Linked DNA regions of Mus musculus: region 2 is linked to region 1. The links are chromatin contacts, called in public Hi-C maps. All regions are on one chromosome and are shown on one strand. Each heading gives the region's core, a stretch centred on a gene start, on an enhancer-like site or on the middle of the called end of the contact. The rest is flanking DNA. Distances are from core to core; before and after follow the strand shown.

Region 1 (3,951 bases), core at 886-3,385:
ACTTTGCAGCACCCACTAGTTGGGCAGGGATGCCCTTTCACCTTGCTCATACTTGGTTTTAGAGCAGCCCCAGATTACACTAACCGTTCATGTCCACTACCCATCACTGCCTCCTGTTTCTCTAATGGACAGCTAGCCATCCTCCTGTCCACTCTTACCTTCCACCTCTTGTGTTCTATTGTCTTGACCTTCAGTTTAGTAGGCTATTGACAATAATCTTGAACAAAATACAAGGTCCCAAATACTGTACAGGAAGGTTGTCAGAAAGGAGGAGATGAGCAGAAGAGTATACCTGAGGCATTATCAGTGGGATTTGGGATTTACTGATAACGCCTCTGATGGTGTCCTTTCCCAATGGGTACCTCTCCCTCCAGGCCACAAGAGATGAATACTCTTGGCTTCTCCATTCCACACTATACTTGAAGTAAGTGTATAGCTCTTTCTCACTCATAGCTACATTTACTGTCTAGAAAGTCAGGCACAGCAAGGTCTAGCCTGGTGTCCAAAAGGATGACAGTCTTGTTACCAAGGTAGGACATTCAGGAGAAGGAGCAGACGTCAAAGTGACAGAGAAGCATTTGGCTTGAGACTTGCTGAATCCGTAGACCTGAGGGTATCCAGCAAGCAATTATATTTTAGTACTTAGGCTCTGGAACACAAAGCTGAAACGGATCTGTGAGTCACCAACAGTGATACTTGAAACTTCCCCAGGGGATGAGAATATTGAATATCAGAAAGATTGGGGAGTGGGGGTGGGGAAAGACAAGGGTAAGGCAAAAAAAAAAAAAAAAAAAAAAAAAAAAACACCAAAACCAAAAACTTTCACAGTGGTCACGCAATGACTGTCTACAGAAGTCTCCTACAAAGAGAAAAGGATACTACTCAGGGCCATAAAGAAAGCCTAGTGAGATTAATGTCAGATATGCCAAAGCTGGGTGTGATATAGAGAGAAAGTGCATCGGTCATATCAAACACAGCAGAAAGTAGCTGGAGAACAAAAATGCTGGCATTGCTACTGAGATCATCAGTAAAGAAAGAGTAATAGTCTTGGAGAAAATCATTAGAGCCATGTTAGAAGCAGTTAGGTGAAAGAACGAGCTGTACCGATGACGTCAAAGTTGCGCACACAGCCCATTTTGAATGTGGAGTCCATGCAAATGTTTCAAATACATGTGATCCATGCATTCTAAGTGTAACGAGGGGTTAGTTGCTCTTTCACTTTTATTATTAACTGACTCCAAAATTGGGCATTTCATAGGTCTTACAAGTGTACCCTATATTCAACAGGTCCCACAGTGTATATAAAATGAAACTTCATTTCATGGGTAGATTTAGCAAACCTACATGGGGCTACATGTATTTTCTTTTAATTTCCCCCCTGCTTCCATTTTAGAGTTCCTGTTGTTAGATGACCAATCATTTGTCTAAAGCATCTTATCTTACATCCAGGAAGAATTTGATAAGACTGATCTCGACTTTTAACACTTTTTAGATTCTGCTGGAATCACCATAGGTCTAGTGAATTTCTGGCTCTTTTCTTCATCATCTCCTAATGCTTTGAGGAGTCAAGTCTCTGGGAACCTTTAACCTCCTGCCCCAGCCTCTACCACTCAAAGGCTGGTAGGATGCCAATATTGAAGTGAGTTCAAGGTTCATGTAGCTCATTTCTTTCTTTTCACAGGCAAATAAATTGAGGGTCCTGGGGGCCGGGGGGAGGGGGGGGGGAAGACTTGTTTAAAGAAGCACTGTGGCAGCCTAAGCTTAGAGTCAGGGCTTGGATTCGATCCTGGAGCTGTGATTTCCTACGAGTATGACACCAGGTTAGCCACTTGACCTCTGTTCCTTAGCTTCCTCATTTAGAAGCAGAGCTAAAGACCACCACAGCACCCTCATGTCATTACTGTCTGGTGGAAAGAAGGCAGTGTGAAAACATCTGGCCAGTGCCTGCTACATGGGAGAAACTCAACAATTGGCTTCGATCGCCTATCACACAGGACAGAGGAAAACTGACTGACATCTCCCGACTCCCAGGCCAGAGTTATTCGTACTTGGGGCTTCAAGTCCGAACATTCCTGGAGCTATGTGGTGAGTTTTAAAGGGCTGCAGAAGCCTAAGACTTTTAAAGGGATAGATTTCTAGATTCTCACATCCAACGTGGACTTAGACCTTCAGGCTCTGTGGCAAGCACATTTATCTGCTGAATCATCTTATTGATCCCAATTAAAACCTTTTTTTTTTTTAATTGGTCATTTGTAAGCCAGGTAGTAGTGGCACAATTCTTTAATTCCAGGACTAACAAGGCTACACAGGGAAGCCTCCCTGTCTCTCAAAAAATAAAAAATAAAATTAAATTAAAATAGATAGATAGACAAACAAATCAATAACTTGGTCATTGGTGATAGTCCATAATGTCAGTACTCTGAATGCAAAAGCAAGGAGATCTTCCTGGGTTTAAAAATAGCCAAGGTTACACAGTGAGGCTGTGTCTCAATACATTTTAATGATTACATTATTTATTGACTCCGTGTACTCTGCATAGAGATCAGAGGACTTGTAGGAGTCAATCAGGTTCTCTTCCACCATGTATGTTCCAAGGATGAAACTCAGGGTTGTCAGGCTTGGCAGCAAATACCTTTACCACTCAGCCATCCTGCCACTCCTTTTTTTTTTTTTAAGGGCTGGTGGTGGCATAAGGTTCTGGGCTCAATGCCCAGTACCACACAAACTGGGTGAAATGATGCGTGGTTGTAATATTAGCACTGGGGAGGTGGAGGTGGGAGGATCAGAAGTTCAAGGATAACCTGAGCTACCAAAGACACAGGAGACCCTGTCTCCAAACTGCTTAGACTTCAAGCATAGAAAAAAAAATACTGTATTCAGCTAAAATATGTGGACAAGGGAGACAGAAATAAAGACTCTAGAGGAAGAAAAAAAAACCCTAAAATTTCAGGAAGCTACCCCAGAGTCTTGCCACTATGTCTGTCTCTGGTTACAGATGATCTCTTTTTGGTTCTTAAAGAAGTATACACACACACACACACACACACACACACACCTGCCATTTTCTTCTGGACTTTTCATTACTCCTTCTCTGAAGATGCCTTTGGCCATTAAAGGATAGTTGGCTTCTTATTTATCTATTATTCCAGCTCCGTTGAGCTTTAGTAGGTACCGTAATCTCCTGGAGGGCTTGCCAACTAACACAGATTTCTGGGTCCCTTCCTTACCTTTTTAGATCGGGGATTTCACAAGTAGGACCCCAAAATGTGATTTGCAACAAATTCTCAGGTGACAGTCATGTTGCTGCTCCAAGGCTGGTCCGATCTGAGAAATACTAACACCTGTCTGGCCCCTGGGTGTCATGTGGCCAAAGGGCAGGTATGTTCTTGTGTGGGGCTAAGAACAATAACACAAGAACTGTGCCAGGTATGAAGACGCACTCAAGTAAATTTTCTCAAACAGACTTCTGCAGTGTAAAACTCCCCTCAAGATTAGATTGACTTAGAACATAGCTCAGAGGAAAGAAGAAAACGGAGCTAAGAAAACATTGGCTCAGCCAAGGGTAATGACTCATGCCTAGAATCTCAGAACTTTGGAGGTTGAAGCAGGTGGGCCACCACAAAGTCAAGGCTGTCTTGGACTAGGTAGTGAGTTCCAAGCCAATAGCATCCTACTTACTGCTCTTAACTGATGTTCTAAAGCAGTGCTTCTCAAGTTTAGGGGTCGAACCTCACTTTCACAGGCCTCACCTAAGACCATTGGAGCTATCAGAGATACTTACATTACAGTTCATAACAGTAGCAAAATTACAGTTATGAAATAGCAATGAAAATAATTTTATGGTTGGGGGGTCACCACAACATGAGGAACTATATTAAGGGTCATAGCATTAGGAAGGCTGAGAACCACTGTAAAGAGACATTTGAGGGCTGGGAACATAGCTCAGTGGGT
Region 2 (4,130 bases), core at 1,016-3,515, 230 kb before region 1:
ATTCTCTTAAGGGTTGCAATAGATACCTTTGGGATTTCTAGATAGAAAGTCATATTTTTTATGTACAGTAGATTTTTACCTCTTCCTTTTCTTATATAGCTTAATTTTTTTCTTACTGTTTTTTTTTCATGGCCATCATGCATAAAATGAACAATATCTGTGACAGAGAACAGTCTTGGGTTGATGTGCTCTATCGAATGGTCCGTATACCATACTTCTTTGCTTGGTTTTTGAGATTTCTTTTTATTGGTGTGGTTGTCTTGCCTGCCTGTTGTCTCTGCACCACGTGTGTGTCTGATGTCCGCGGAGGCAGAAGAGGGCACTGAATTCCCTGGAAGTGGAACTGCAGATGTTTGTGAACTGCTATGTGGACACACTGGGAATCAAACCTAGGTCCCCTAGGAGAACAGCCAGTGCTCTTGACCACTGAGCCATCTCCCCCAGCCCTGGATGCTAGAATTCTAAGGAGTGCTGCACCTAGAAATGCAACATTCTTGCCTTGTTCCTAAGGTTAATGTCATGCTGTAAATTCCTGTTTCCTGGCCCCCTCTGTGGAATTTTTTGACCATGGGGCTGACTCGGCTTTCCTCTAGAGGATTTCAGCACTGAGGGGATCCACCGTTAGCTTGGGAGTCAGTCATGGAACACACGTGGCATAAACTGGAACTCAAGCCAGTGTGATTGTGGGTTTGTCAGGAATTCTCAACGCAGCTATTTCTTCTTACCTCACCTGGAGCCACACCAGAAGAGGCCCTGAGCTGTTGTGCTGGCCTCTGTGGCATCAAACCGAGGCAGGCAATGACCCCGAGGGCATCCTGGTTCATGCTGAAGGCCATGACCTCATCTACCACGCCTCCTTAACCCTTCTGCTTCCAATGTCCCTGTACCATCCCAGGCTCCAGGTCTGGAGGAAATAACCCTTTCTGTGTGGTACTAGTTATAAAACCTGGATTTTCACTTTAATGAGAAGCTTGTCTGTGTATAGAGATTTCTAGAAAATGCCATGCATGGAGCTCATGAAGTCCTTGTCTGATTAACCAAGAATTTAAAAATCCTGAGTGGGTGTTGAGTTTTAGCAAAGCTTTTTAGACTCTCTTAGAGTCTCACTCCCCCTCTCCTCCCCTTCCTCCCTCCCTCCCCCTCCCATGTGTGTGTGTGTGTGTGTGTGCGCTCATGTGTGCATCTGTCTGTCTGTCTGTCTGTCTGTCTGTGCAGGAGGTAGAAGGGAGTAGCAAGGAGAAGACCTTTGGTTTCTGTGATTCCCCGAACGAGCTGTAATCAGCAGGAAAGGGCAGCATTTCCTCCCTTGTAACTGCTTCCAGCTCAACAGTCTTCGGTGCCTCTGGGAGAAATAGTTGAAGGGTTTTCATCTTCGCAGTGAATGGACTTTCTCAGTTAGGTGGCTTATTCCAAGGTGGATGGGTACAGAAATAGAGAAAGGATGACATTAGCAGGAGTGACGGGGCTGCCATGACCAGTACTCAGTCTCAGAGCCACTCCAGATGTTGGTTCTGGACCTGGGGTGTCAGTGAGGCCTCTTTTGCATATGGGACCTCCCATGTGGTCTGTTTGGAGGAGGCTGGGAAAAATACCCTGTTCCCTAGAACCTGTTCACCCACCCACCCCACACACCTCCGGCACTCCCAGAACACGCAGAGAATAGTTTCCCTCTGAAACATGAGGCAAAGAAGCAAATTGAAGCTCCCATGGGAGCACAAACTAACTCTCAGTCTCTCTGAGGGGTTGAAGTGTGAATCCATGGGTGTTGTGGCAGCATGCATGCCCGTAGAGATAGGCACTAGGTCAGAGACCGCGGTTACCTGTTAGATACTGGGCAGGGGTACAGGGTGTACTTGTACTGACAGCCATGCCAGCTTTCACCCAGATCCAGGCAGTCACAAGCCATCTGACCTCTCCCATCTGTTGACTGAGGCCAGGAAGCACAAAGGCCAGCTTTCATTGATAGCAGCTCAGTTCTGTTAGGATGCATGACTTGGGGTTTGCTATCTAAGTGACCTTTGGAGGTCACCTCCATACCAGGGCTAAGGGGGAGGAGTGCTTTGTTTATAATACTTAAACCATTTCAAAACAAATCTTCTTCCGTGAAATTTGTGACTATCCATTTAAAGTACAGATTATCACATAAGTGGGGTCAGGGGAGAAGTCCAGCCTCTGGGCGCCTTCACTAACCCAGGCACACCTCGGAGCCCCTCAGTGTGCCTCATTCCTTGTTCTGTCCATCTGGGGATAAACCCTGCCCTGCCCATGCCACAGACATCTCTACGTGAAGTCATGATTTTGAAATCATTTTGTAAACAGCAAAAGCCTGTGTAAATGTTAGCCAATACATTTACCAAGCTTCTCCTCTTGTTAGACAAAGTTGGTAGTTCTCTAAGTAAGTTCAACTTCCCCACTTTGGTCATCAAATACAATTTTCCCCTGGTTTTTGTTTTATTTACACTCTGCGGTTTCGTCATTTATACAGGCATGCATATAACCTGCTGTCTCCGTTAGTTTCTGTCGTACCATCACAGTTCCTTTGTCGGTTCTCCTCTGCCTTCATTTAGACTGTTATCTCCTTTTCAAGTTTTGTAGTCTCCTTCATATAGTCTCAGTGATCTGGACTGGACATTTTTAGTCACTACTCACTGGGAGACCGGTGCACTTGCACAGCCTCTTCATGGGCTTTGTATATTTCTTTGTATATTGGTTTTAAAAAACAGTTACAAAGTGCATTTCTCGCAACTATTGAAAGATGTGCTATCAGAGCAGCCATCTCCATAACATCCTTTTGTGTACCATTGTTAGTCAGATTTCCAAGGTCTGTCCTTTTCTCCCAGAATGGCAGGTACACCTGCAGCATCAGTGCCACAAGGAGCCTGTCAGAGCCCAGAGCCCAGAGCCCAGAGCCCAGAGCCCAGAGCCCAGAGCCCAGAGCCCAGAGCCCAGACCTGAGCCAGCTGAGAAGCTCCCAGGTGACTGACTGGCTGTTCACTAAAGCTAGCACAGCAGTCCCTGGAGTTCAGCCCAGTTCTAGATTACTGTAAACAGTGGGATACAATGTAACAAGGAAGGTGGGACATCTTAAGGTCCAGGCTCCAACCACACACGGCTTTCTGACACAGTTCAAAATCCATGCCTCTCAGATACAAACGGCTGGATGACCTTGGCTGCCTGTAGATCCCACATGCTCTGCACTGAACTCCAGCTCCTCGCTCCTCCAGGCTGCTTCTCTGGCTTCCCTGTTCTGGACGATTCCATCTGTGCACAAGGCAGGATACTTAAACCAGATCAATATATAGATTTTCCTTGTAAAGGGTTTTTTTTTTTTCCTCTCCTTCTCCTTCTCCTCCTCCTCCTCTCCCTCTCCTCCACCTTCTCCTTTTTTTTTTTACATTTAAATAAGGTTAAACATACTCATACATTTTTATTATAATAATTTCTGGGTTTTTAACAATGCTACATTTGAACTCAGGGTGTCACTCATGGTAGGCAAACCTCTACACAGAGCCACACCCTCAGTTTTGTTTGTTCACATTTCATATATGCATATAACATATTTTATTCCCCGTCCTAACCTGTCTTTTATTTCCTTCCCTCCCCAGGAACGCCCCCCCATCCCTGTCGGCCCCTTTCCCAGAGACATATCTTTCAGGTTTGGCTTTGTGGCCCATTTAGTTTAACCAGGGCTGTCTATTTGGCCATGAGATTGGAACTACGCACTGGAACCTGGTAGGGTCATCGGGGGTACACAAACTGAGGGCAATGACTGCCCTTCTCCCTGAATCTGCCCTTAACAATTTAGTGTGGTTCAGTAATGGGAAGCGTATTGACGTTGTTGTGCAATCCCTCTCCAGATTCGTCATCCTGTGACATCAGATCTGTGTGTCCATGAAGCGCCTCCCATTCCTTTCCCCTGCAGCTATTTAAATGCTTGCTGTTTCATTGAGTCTGGCTATGTGTTCGTCTCACTTAAAGAAAAACCACACATGGTTTGTTTGGCAGTTGGTGCCTTTGGTTTAGCATACTGTCCTCAAAGCAGTAGTATCTTACAGTACACGGTACTATAGCACACGGTAGCACCTTACAGCACGCAGTACTATAGCACATGGTAGCACCTTACAGTACAC

The links. Hi-C and Micro-C count contacts between places; a contact is called where the count stands out from the background.
Region 2: a Hi-C map of liver shows a contact between it and region 1, with 2.2 times the contacts expected there. The contact joins two enhancer-like sites. A contact is called at or near these places in 1 of 39 promoter capture datasets (fetal liver), 1 of 484 Hi-C or Micro-C datasets (liver) and 1 of 9 other capture datasets (embryonic stem cells).

Annotation. Positions count from the first base shown.
Region 1 is chr16:38,056,670-38,060,620 of GRCm38.p6, reverse strand. Gm46549 (a long non-coding RNA gene) reads left to right here. Exons shown (of 4, transcript XR_001781896.1): 2 at 1,848-2,085. Among named protein-coding and RNA genes, the nearest start is that of Gm46549, 23 kb to the left of the region's middle. Within about 2 kb of position 2,135, at least 3 of the 459 cell types and tissues checked have an H3K27ac peak or open chromatin away from gene starts, as enhancers often do. A contact at or near this core is called in liver, where this site is marked.
Region 2 is chr16:38,285,721-38,289,850 of GRCm38.p6, reverse strand. The region is part of intron 1 of Nr1i2 (nuclear receptor subfamily 1, group I, member 2); the gene reads left to right. Among named protein-coding and RNA genes, the nearest start is that of Nr1i2, 7.0 kb to the left of the region's middle. Within about 2 kb of position 2,265, at least 16 of the 459 cell types and tissues checked have an H3K27ac peak or open chromatin away from gene starts, as enhancers often do. A contact at or near this core is called in liver, where this site is marked.